2 separate regions of the Mus musculus genome follow, and region 2 is linked to region 1. The links are chromatin contacts, called in public Hi-C maps. All regions are on one chromosome and are shown on one strand. Each heading gives the region's core, a stretch centred on a gene start, on an enhancer-like site or on the middle of the called end of the contact. The rest is flanking DNA. Distances are from core to core; before and after follow the strand shown.

The links. Hi-C and Micro-C count contacts between places; a contact is called where the count stands out from the background.
Region 2: a contact with region 1 is called in a Hi-C map of uterus, with 5 times the contacts expected there. The contact joins two enhancer-like sites. A contact is called at or near these places in 3 of 484 Hi-C or Micro-C datasets (cortical neurons and uterus).

What each region holds. Positions count from the first base shown.
Region 1 is chr17:81,390,119-81,395,869 of GRCm38.p6, forward strand. The region is part of intron 10 of Slc8a1 (solute carrier family 8 (sodium/calcium exchanger), member 1); the gene reads right to left. Among named protein-coding and RNA genes, the nearest start is that of Gm33944, 110 kb to the left of the region's middle. Within about 2 kb of position 3,008, at least 9 of the 459 cell types and tissues checked have an H3K27ac peak or open chromatin away from gene starts, as enhancers often do. A contact at or near this core is called in uterus, where this site is marked.
Region 2 is chr17:82,854,356-82,860,106 of GRCm38.p6, forward strand. The region is part of intron 4 of Gm34265 (a long non-coding RNA gene); the gene reads right to left. Among named protein-coding and RNA genes, the nearest start is that of Gm41629, 15 kb to the right of the region's middle. Within about 2 kb of position 3,361, at least 27 of the 459 cell types and tissues checked have an H3K27ac peak or open chromatin away from gene starts, as enhancers often do. A contact at or near this core is called in uterus, where this site is marked.

The DNA.
Region 1 (5,751 bases), core at 1,758-4,257:
GCTTTGTGAGGGGGGCGAGGGTTATTTAGTTTGACCAGAGCCTACTGCACCTGCATATCACACTATTTTTCTAAGGGGGATCTGGCCATCCCCGAGTACCCATGCCACTGGTTATGATCACTGCCTGTGATAGATGGCAGTTTTTTTTTAATCTTCTAAAATTAAGGAGATGAAGAAAAATACTACTTATTCCATGTCACACACACAGGTTCTGTGTCTATTCTCATTTAACCATTTTTTGGTCTTACAGCTAGATGTAATTATTCCGTTTTTGTAACTTTGGGATCGCTAACATCATTATCTTATTTTGAATGGGGTCCTGGGTGGAAGAGAATATTTATGCCAGCAAGATTTCAGGGTCTATTCCCAGTTCATGCTGTGTTTCCCATCCCTGGAAAACTAGCTCTCTTTTCTCTTAGTTTGCTACAATCACTCAGATCCTTCAGCCCAGAAATTCTGGAGCAGGTTTTCTGTATCAAGGGAAAGAAGCCTGTGAAGGTATAGACAGACAGCCTGTTAAATCCACCTCTTGAATCTGCTCTCTCTTCTGTATTCCCCATCATACATAGCAGCCCAACCAGGAGCCTCAGAGATGCATGAGTAAAGAAACCCAGACCTATCCTAATGGCCTCCGCATTTCATTATTAAGAATTATTGGAGCTGCTGATACTGAAGCCGCCTAAAAAACTTTATGTGGCTTTCTTTCTCCAAGGACAGCCAGTGCAGTAGAACAAAGAGTTAAAACTAAACAAAACAACAACAACAACAACAACAACAAAAATAAGAGCCCAAGAGGAAGCAGCTTAGGGGAGGGCCACTACTGGGAATTCCCTGAGTCTTGTTCTGATGTTGGGTGGTTGCCAATGACAGATGGCCAACCCAGTGAGGTGGGGCAGTCTCTGGAGGAAAAGAGATACCCCCCTTCTGACGCAGGGGCCTATTACAAACCACTCTTCCTTTTCCTTGCAAAGGGTTTGGGGGGTTCTATCCCATCTCTGAAGACGGCATTCTCTATATTCTGCCTATATAGGTGAAAATAGCACAGTCAAAACCTCATGCATCCAGGGCTCCGATGACCCAAGGTTTGCTAGATTGGAGAGCATACTGGGTCTGTGGCAATTTCTACTATTGCTATTTTTCAGTGGCCAGTTTATGTGAATATTGTGTGAATGCTCTAATTTGTAACAACAGGTTCTGATTTCAAATACTTTTCTCTGGAGTCCCTGACAATTATTAATCAAAATTAACAAGTTATCAACCACATAAATAAAACATGTTCAGGGCCTCTTTGAGTCTGATTGGTTTTATTTACCTGGGTTATTCACTGAGTCTCTTGTCTACTTTTATTTTTGATTCAAGAGCTCTGTAAAAACATTTTTAAAAAAAGCATGCAAGTCCAACCCATTAACCTTGACTGTGAAAGCCATAGCTTAGGTTTCCAAATGGAACGCACTGGAGTCTCCGCAAATCACCCCCTGTTGCTGCTCTGCTGCTCGGTGCACAGAACAACATTGAACACCCCATGTGTTAGAGGGTGATAAATCCTATCCTGAGCCCCAAGCCTGCAGCGTGACTGTGGTTGACCAAGACAAATGCTGATGTGCAAAGTAAAATCCAAGAAACAGCTGCCATGGTCTTAGAAGGGATGTTAGCATGTTCAGAGGTCGGCTCGATAAACACAGAGATACAGGAATCAGACTTCCGATGTGATTCACATACACTCAGACATGTTGATGATGGTATACACCTGCTTTCATGTGTGCTTGTCTCCAGCTGTCCTTTCATGCTTTAACTTCCGCCTTGAGTTTTAATTAACTGTATGTCAGTTGTAAACTCTCCAACATTTAGTGCTATCTTATTATTCTCTATGACTATAAATCAGGAGTTGGGAGTGTTTCCAAGAATCAAACCACACATCAGAAAGTTAGGCCACAACTGTTCTCTATAGACTGGTTTTCCAGTTCACTTTATATAACTTTGGCCAAGTTGTCAGGTCAGCATACAAGAATAGACCCCTGTTTTCCTCCAGGACTAATTATTTTTTTCCTAACCTGGATCCCTTTAACTTTATAGCTATTTGAACATCTCCTCTGGAAATGGCCATCCTTACAATGTCACAGGTGGGACCTAGAGTTCTGTTATACATCAAGAGTGTCCCCTTATCTCAGACAGCTCATCTTATCCTCTACTCTTTTGGGACAACTGCCCCGTTTGTGCTTAGGAGTGACTTTTCTGGAGCCTCGTTTCACAGTTGTGATACAGTTACCTCTTCAGACCATACGGACTACAGCTGCTTTAACACAACCCATTATAGACAGAGCTTCATGGTGTCAAAGCGGCAGGCAGCTCACCAAGGAGAGAGTCTGGAAAGGAGCTATCTGAAGGCTCCTCTGTAAGGCATCCTGCCTTTCCAGTTCGTTTCCTCATCTAAAATGAAGACTCTAGAAGAGCTCTAAGATACTTCTAACACTGTTGTTTGGGTGGCCCACCCAATATGCCAGCATACTAAATTTCCTTTTGGCTTTGTTCTTTTTCTGTAGAAATTTGGAGGTGACCATGGTTCATGAAAAGTAGTGGTGATTCGAGGAAGAAAGGTTTTTCAGACCCGAAGATATTGCATTGACCAAGCTGTGTTAGTGTTAGTGAAATTAACCCGCCCAGCACAGACTTTTATCTTTTAGCAAAAGGTAAGAAATGTTGGAAATCATTACCTTCCACCTTCATGAGGGAAACTACTGTGTAAATGGAATAGAGGAAGCTTTGTCTCAAAGGCTGTGCTCAATTTTAATTGTGTTTGCGTATTATTAGCATCAGATATATGTGGAAACCTTTGCTCAACCTTTGCTTAGGAAAATGTACATTTGGGATCTACTCTAGGCTGATTTACTTAGAGTCTATAGAAAAAGCATTTAGAAATATACCTTTTAATAAGTGTCTTAATTCCCAGGGCTAGGAGTTAGGACCCAGAATTCGAAGGTTTTGAAACAGGAGGAACAGGAATGGCTGCTAGCGCCCTGCAGGGAGGAGTTGGTGCTGGTGTTCTAGGAAGCAGCTGATCAGAGGCAGGAAACATCTGGTTTTTCTTGGAAAATTGATGCCCCAGATATGATGGTCATTTTGTGCATAAAACATCTTGGGTGGTCTTAGTGGAGATGCTGAGGCTGCCTGACTGTAATCATCTCACTGCAGTTATGCTTTGTGCTTGTTTTATAAACACTATTTCTGCACAGCTATACTGAAACGCCAATGGAGGTGGTAAGGGGAGTGATCTTCCTAAATGAACTAGGCTTTCGCCCTTCTTCTTGGAGGAGAAAATGTAGAAGTGTGAGTACCTTGTAGGGTTTGAAGGGAAATGAGTCACCATGAACAGAATCTAATGAGTGCTTAATATCACTAGCTATTTCTTTCTACAGCCAAACAGAGCCAGAGACGCTCTACATGAAAAGGAGTCAGACTTTGTGCTAATGAGTCTAAATTTTGGGGAGCTGTAACAAACACTCGTCTTAATAGAAACTTGCCAACTTTATAGCCTCATGCCTTTCAATGTGATCATATAAAAATTATTCTTCAAAATCAAAGCAATTCTTCTTTTAAGAATTTTTGCAAGTCCTCAAAAGTCAGAGATTTTCTGGTTAAGTTCCCGTCTTTCCTGTGGCTGTAATGTCAGGGCAGTTGAAGCATTAGGTACGCATGCTCCTCTGTTCTTTCTTCCTTTCCGTGTTCTCTGCCTCCCTCTCAGAATCCAGGCAGGAATAATTTATTCAGGTGCTAATTCTATCACTAGCCAGACACAAACAGGATTTAGCCTTGAGTCAGTTGTAACATTTATATACCCAAGTAAATATGGACGTCACCTCAGCCACAGTCCTTATTTGGCTTCCCAGCAGAGTGCCAGAAACCAGAGAATTACAATTGATTGATTAATGATGAGAAGGAAAGGAGTTGTAAAAACTAAGTAAAAGGCTGGTTATGGGAGGGGAAGGGGAAACTAAAAATTTCTGCCTATAAAGCTGTCTTTAAAGAGATTGAAAAAGATATGGAGATAGTCACTAAAAACTGCAAGTTGATTGCTGACAAGATCAAAGATCAAAGTTCCTGCTACTTGTCTGCCTCCCTCCCTCCCCAAGGTGGGGAAAATAAGAATCAGCAGGAGAGCTTTGGGAGAGAGCAACTAGCTGGCCCTCCCTGACTCTCTGCTTACTTGTCTGGGGTGAGGCCATAGCATAAGACAGCTTTAACGCTTTCACAGGCATTAACCGCTGTCATACATGGCTTCTTTCTCCCTGTAAGGAAGATGGGTACCTCCCCTGGGCTACCTGGGCAAGGCTTCCTGCAGGACAGCTCTGACATCATCAGCAAACAGACCTGCTTTTGTTATTAAATGACAATTTACTTTTCATCTTGAGCTGTTCACTTGAATGTGGGCATTTTGCAAAGGCACTCCTGGGCCTTAGATTTCCTACTATGGAACTGACACTATGCTAGAGTGTAAGATCAAAGGAACAAATTCTAATTCAAAGAGAGGTTTTTTTTTTTTTTTTTCTTTTTCTTTTTCAGGGAACACAGGGTGGAGAAGAGAAAGCCCACACCATTTAATCACCGTTCCAAAGTGTACTTTGATCCATGTCTTCAGCTCAAAATGACAACCTTCCAATCTATCAGGATGCTTTTTTTTTTTTTTCAGTGAAATGTCCATAAATTATTGAGAGGATTGCAGGTCCCTCCTTGGTGGAATAGATTCTTGGCATTTGATAAAATTTGCTAAAAATCAAAATAAATAGCCTGAGCATTTTAAAAAAAGATTTTATTCTCATTTCTTTATGTGAACACTGGGAAAGATGAATTGTGCCAACAGAGGCCTGTGTCCCTTAAGCTGGAGATGCAGGGGGCTGTAAACCCTTGGATGTGGGTGCTGGGAGCTGAAGTTTTTCTTTAAGAACAGTGGATGCTCTTAACTGCTGAGCCATCATCCCAGCCCCAGTCTGAATCTTTAAGAGGACCCTGACAGCTTCCTTGCCTTGGAATTGCTGTATTTACTTGAATTTCTGGAGCACTCAATCCATCTTCTCTTTGGTTCTAAAGAAACCCGAAATAAACTAGCCTAGTATACAGAAGAGTAGTGGTATTCCCTTCTGGCTGTTCTTTGAGGTTTTTAATGTGGGTCTGAAGTGGAGCAGAATATGTGTGCCTGCACTCTCAGGACCCTCGTCTTTTGAGCGCCACTTATTTATTGTAAGAGGTCAAAATGACCTCTATAAGTTACAGGTTTGAATTGCCAGTGCATGCCTGATGAGTAAGGGGACTGAGGGGGACTGATAGGAGAGAGGTTCCTTTGTTCTTTCTAAACCTTATGGACAGGCTGCTGAATGCTGCTGGCTTCTGCTCATAATGAGAACATTTACCAAATGAACTTGAAGGTAGGTAGGTGGCTTGTGTGGCCAACAGAATCAGTGTGTCTATGTGGGTAACCATGACTGCTACTGAAGAACACTGGCCCTAAGCTCATAAACTGGATAACCCAAGTCCGAGAGCAAGGAGCCAAGCATTAGAAGAAGATCTGGTTCTGTGTTCATTTTTAATCAACTGTCTAAGTTAATTCAGGATAATTAATCTCAAAGGCTTCTGAAACCTCATTTGTAAATGAGGTAAAATGTAAGTGCTTATTTGTACAGCTGTTAAAATGATCTTACAAAGTAATGTAAAAGGACCTAGCCTGGTACCTGGAAGGTGGTAGGTTTTTTATTTTTATTT
Region 2 (5,751 bases), core at 2,111-4,610, 1.5 Mb after region 1:
GCGGAGAACCGAGGGAGAGATTATAAATGACGTGACAAGTACCTGGCAGAGTGGAGGCTGTTAAAGGCATTTGAGAAACAGTAGTCACCATGGTTGACAACATTATGGACACACCAGTGCCTCATGTCCTTGCTACTTAAATAGTGAAGACTTTACTCCTCCCTGAGTGTCATCAGTCGCCCAAGGAATTGACCTAACATACGAAGCCGCTCTATTTTGGCTCCTCCTTGAACACATACATGCAGCTCCACACTTTGGGAGGAAACCTTGAGTCTTGAACACTGACAGTGGGCAGCTCCTAAGTCTGCATCTCTACATCCTGTCTCTAGCTTGTTTACCAGCACTTGGCCATAGCTTTGCTACACTCCCCTTAGAGCCAGTCCCTAAAACCTGCCTACTGCCTCCTGACTGTGGATATTCTGTCCCTGCCCTAGCCTTCCCATGCCAACCAGGGCTGCCTTTTACAGTCCATCGAAGAAGTCACACACCACCAATTCGGTACAGTAAGACTGCTCTCTCTGCTTTCCTAGTCTCTCCTCTCCAAATTGTAAAGGAGCTGAGTTTTATGCATAAGTCTGTGGTGTCATTCTCTAAACCTTCAGAGTACCTCTCTCTCCATCATCTTTGTCAAAGTCCAGTCCTGAGCACGGACCCTTGGAGGTCCTTTCCATCCTACCCTTCACTTTCTTGCCTGAGTTCACAATCATCAGTCTTAAACTCCATGAATTCTAAGGTCCTTTTTCCCTTCAATGGTGTCTGCTGTTCAGAACACTGCCCACCAGGCTTCTTCAGGCTTTGCTAACCTTTTCACCCCCCTGTCTTAGCTCTTTCTGGGAGCCCTTTCCTAATCCTCAAACAAAACCATGAGCCCACTATTCTTGCTCACTATAAACTAGTCTTTTCCTTCTAAAGAGTAGTTACAATTATAAGCCTTGTTTATGTGTTTGCATAGTTTAATGACCTTCCTTCTATTTCAGAAATAGCCATACAGATGTGGTCCCTTTCCTCTGCATCATAAGTCTCAGAAACATATGTCTATAGAATGGTGGGTAGGAGAACAGGAGAACTCTCTAGTGGACCTGACAACTGTATTCAAAGTTTTGCATTATGTGGCATCTTTAGAGCTGAAGACAAAAAAAAAGACCTAGAGGGGAAGATGTTTGAGCTTTTGAGTGTAGCAGGGAAAACTACACAGCAATGATGAGCTATGGCTATTATGAGCACTTTCTGAGAAATCATGAGAACTGGAGTTCAAAGCAAAGTGCCTATGGAATAAGTCCTGTGTGTAACTGTAATCCCAGCCCCAAAGGAGTAAGCAGGGGAGGCTTGCCAGAGCTTGCTGACTTCAACAGGGAGAGACCTGGCTTCAAAGGAATAAATGGAGACTGAGGAAGATGTTCAGTGCCCTCTTCTGGCCTCCGTGCACATGCACAGACACACACAAACACACATAGACAGACACACACACACTCACATGCACACAGGAGAGAGTTCAGAGGCTAAGAGGACCAGCTGCTCTTCCATAGAATCCAGGTTCCATTACCAACACTCAAAAATCTATAACTCCAGTTCTGGTAGGTCTGACACCATCTTCTGGCCTCTACCGAGTGAGCTAATTTAAGAGACTAAATGGAGGATGGGAAGGCACAAAGAGACCTTACTTCTGGTCCCCATTCCAACAGCCTTCAATTCACAATATTCAGCAAAGCACCATAATGTGGAATCTTGTTTTCTGAGTCCCAGCACTCTAGATTCCGAATCCCCCAAAGAAGAGACTTTATTCCCTAGTAGACAACTCTAAGCTCTGAACAAGCCTGTCTCCTGCAGAGAGCTCCATGAAGCTTGCCTGGAGCCTCACCTCCTCTCCCTCTGCCTGTAGTGTCTCTCCTGCTCACAGCAGAATGAGACAGTGCCCCATAGTATTCTGTTCCTAAGTCAGTGTGTGACCAGGAGCGTGAGATACTTGATACAGGGATTGCATGGTGTCTCGGTGCATCAAAGCATGCTCCCTCTGCTTCCATGTCCGGTTCAGAGAAGAGTTATTAATGGTAGATTGGTCCTGATCCTATATAGGAAAAACATTAACAGACCTGCTCTGGGGCAACCTTGTGGCCGGAGCAACACAAGCTTCATTTGCAAAAGGATAATAGTGGATACATTTATTGTTGTTAGTAACCAGTGGAGGTTACTAACATGTCCAGAAGAAATGGAGACATCGTAGAAAAAAGGGGTGGTGACACAGATGAGGGAACGTTATATTTAAAGACAACAGAGTTACTGAGATTTGGTAGTGAAACAAGAAGTCAAGAGAAGTAAGGTGTCGGGCATGGATCTTGGAAATCTGGCTTGCAAAACTGAGTATGTTTTTGGCAGAGCTACTGAGGTGAAGGACCATGAGACAGGGCTCTCTGGGGCAGTACAAAATGAAGCAAAAAAGAAAGGTGGACTTTCATCTATGAGGCACGCAGGGTGAGGAGTTCTGGGTATCCTCTTGAAGAAGCCATTTGACCCGCATACCTGTCGCAGGGAGAAGAGCTCATGCAAAATGACAAGTGACTTTAAAAGGCAGTGGAGTGAGAAGGATGTCGTTTCTATCGGCTCTTTCTTCCCAGGCTCTTCTCGACCTCTGCCCTTCTCTGAGACCAACCAAGGGAGAGAAGATAAGATCCTATAGAGATGATCCACTGAAGCAGAGAGAATTGACTGTGTTTTCAAATGGCAAAACCCACTCTCCCTGTGTGCAAGTGAATTATCACAGGAACAGCGAATGGATTTGAACACCACTCCATTACTTTCACAGGCGTTGTCTATCACCTTCAAGGAGAGAGATTTTTAAACAGCGACTGCATCATGTTAAGACCGAACTTTTTCCCTAGCCCTAGTAAATTTCTCTGACCCTGCAACACAGCTGACCTCCTAGATGCAAAGCAAGCATTTCTAGGTGATTAAACACATTGGTAGTGAGGCCTTTGACCACACAATAGAACAAAGTAATCAGCCTCCAGAGAGATCAAAACCACAACCTTGTCTTTATTTGATCGTCCTGTCACAGGAGTGCTCAAGGCAGACAAACCCTCGCCGTCCCCGGGCTGCAAAACATTTTATTTCCCTTCACATTTGGAGGGTTGCTGATTTATTAAAACGTGCTCAGCCATTCTAAATAAGCCACTGGACAGAAGGGAAGCAAGTAGTGTTCCTATAAATTATCAAATGGAAAAAGCTCTTACAAAACCTGCGGAGGGCTTGAGCGATGGCAGGTACCAGGTCCTGGAATCCACCTTGGAGAGCAAAAGCAGCTCTCAGCTTTGGTCCTGGGGTCTGGGTTGCCTCGCTTAGTGTAGCCACGTGATCTCACTGCCCCCTGCTGGATGAAATGCGCATATGTTTCTGCTTCTGTTACCCCGAGCCTTTCCCTTACACGAGGCTCCTCCCTCATCTTGATTTTCCTCTGTACTCGGGAAGAATTGTGGTACCTGACCAAAGGGTCTTTTGGGGGTTCCATACCAAAGAAAGACAGGTAGGAAAGCATGCACAGTCTGAGATCACTGTGTGAGAAACAGAGGCCGGGGGCCAAGGGAAACAGTCCAGTGAGAGGCTCCCTGCAAGCACCTCCCACACCCCCCAGATTCCAGCAGTCTACATTTCTGACCCCTGAGGCTTTAGGACCACATCTGAGAAACAGATGCCTATGGAAATCCTTTTTAATATGGCCAGGTACGTGTCTCTTGGGGAAGGCAGGTTTTCTGCTTGAGAACATAATGCCTTTATTTCACAGGTCCACAAGCAGCAGGCTTTCTTCTTTTTAAAAAAAAAAAAAATGTCATGGAAATAAGTCTCCCGTGCTAGAGCACTTTAAAAGTTAAAGGTTTAAAGCAAACGCCCATTCTCAGATACCCATCAGCTATCACACCTCCTAGACCAATGGTTCTAAAGCTGGGGGCCGTGACCATCAGAAAACATGGCTATTTTACAGTAGTAAAATTACAGCTATGACGTAGCAATGAAAACAATTTTATTTGGTTGGGGTCACCAGAACATGATGATCTATATTGAAGGGTCACAGCATTAAGAAGGTTGAGAACCAGTGTTTTCATTTTATTTTATCTGCCTCCATGTCTCATTCTATAGACACCGCACACTGAATAGGAAGGGAGTCTCACTACAGACAAGATAAGAACACTAGACCTGGTTCTAGTCTGGAATAGAAAGATGGGCTGCTGGCTGCTGGGCGATGGTGGTCCACACCTTTAATCCCAGCACTTGAGAGGCAAAGGCAGACCAATCCCCGACATCCTGGCTGTACAGAGTGAGAGCCAGGACAGCCAGGGCTACACAGTGAAACCCACTGGTCAATGGTTAATTCCTGAGCTGACAGAGTCCTGGACAGAGGGTCGTTACAGACAGCTCTATCTTTTTGGGCACTGCCTATGATTGCTTCCTCCTGGCAGTTTCCGTGTTTCAAGTTTCACATTGAGGTCTCTGATCCGTTCAGAGCTCATTTTTGTGCTGGGTGATAAATTTGGGTCCAGTTTGTTCTTCTTCATGCAAACATCTCATTTTTCCAGTAGTTTATTGATGATGCTGTCTTTTCCCAATGTGTATTTGTGGCACATTTGTCAAAGATCAGTCAGCTGTAGCTGCATGCAGTCATGTTTGGGCATTTCTGTTGTTATTCCATTAGTCTATCTGTCGGTTTATGGCAATACCATGCTGTTTATTAATCCAACTCTATAAGATATCTGGAATGGTAATTCCTCTACCCTGCCCCTTTTTCTCAGGATTGCTCCAGCATCTTTTGTGATCCATATGAATTTTAACCTTCTTTTTTCTGCACATTCTGTGGCGGATGTGGGCATTTTGGCTGGGACTACATCAAATGAGTTAATTGATTTTGATAGAATGGTTGTTTTCACAGTGTGAGTTCTACCAAACCATGAGCATGAGAACTCCAGAGTCTTCCTCAAGCTCTTTCTTCAGAGACTTAATGGTTTTACAATGAATGTAAAGATGCTACCCTTTGAAACAGCCCATAAAGGCCCACAAGTTTTAGGCTTCGTCACTAGACTTCGGGACCGTTTGAAGTTAATGGTACAATAGAAAATACGACCCAGTGGAAGGAAGTTGGATCTTTGAGAAAACACGCTAAAGAAGGGGTTCTAGAACCCCATGGTCACTAGTTCCTCTCTGTTTTGGTGGTGTTTGGTGGTGATGGTGGTATTGGGTTTGTTTAGTTTTGGGGGGGTTGGGGCTTGGGGGGGTTGTTTGTTTGTTCTGTTCTGTTTGTTTGTTTGTTTGTTTGTTTGTTTGTTTGGCTTTGTAAACATGAACAGATTCCTACCCCAAAGCATTGAGGCCAACGAACCATGGACTATAACTTCTGAAAGTGTGGGCTAAGATATCTTCTCTGATATTTTGTCATAGCACCTACTATTTCAGGAAGTCTTCTGAAATTACCAGATTTTGTATAATCCGGTACCATGTACAATGGATATGTACAGTGAAAATTAATATAAATAAATTAATGAAGGACCAGAGATTGACAGCCGGTTGGCAAAACTGAAAGTAACCCCTTAATGAGCCCATTCCACGGCATGATCGGTTCTGCCCCTTGCCTGCCACTTTGCCACTTCCGTTTCTTCAGCTTGAGTCAAAGCTTGACACCCCACGCTATCACCATCTCTAGAATCTTTTTAAAACTCTTTCCAACTTCACATTTATTTTCAGTGCTAAAGGGTGTTTTACGAAATCGTT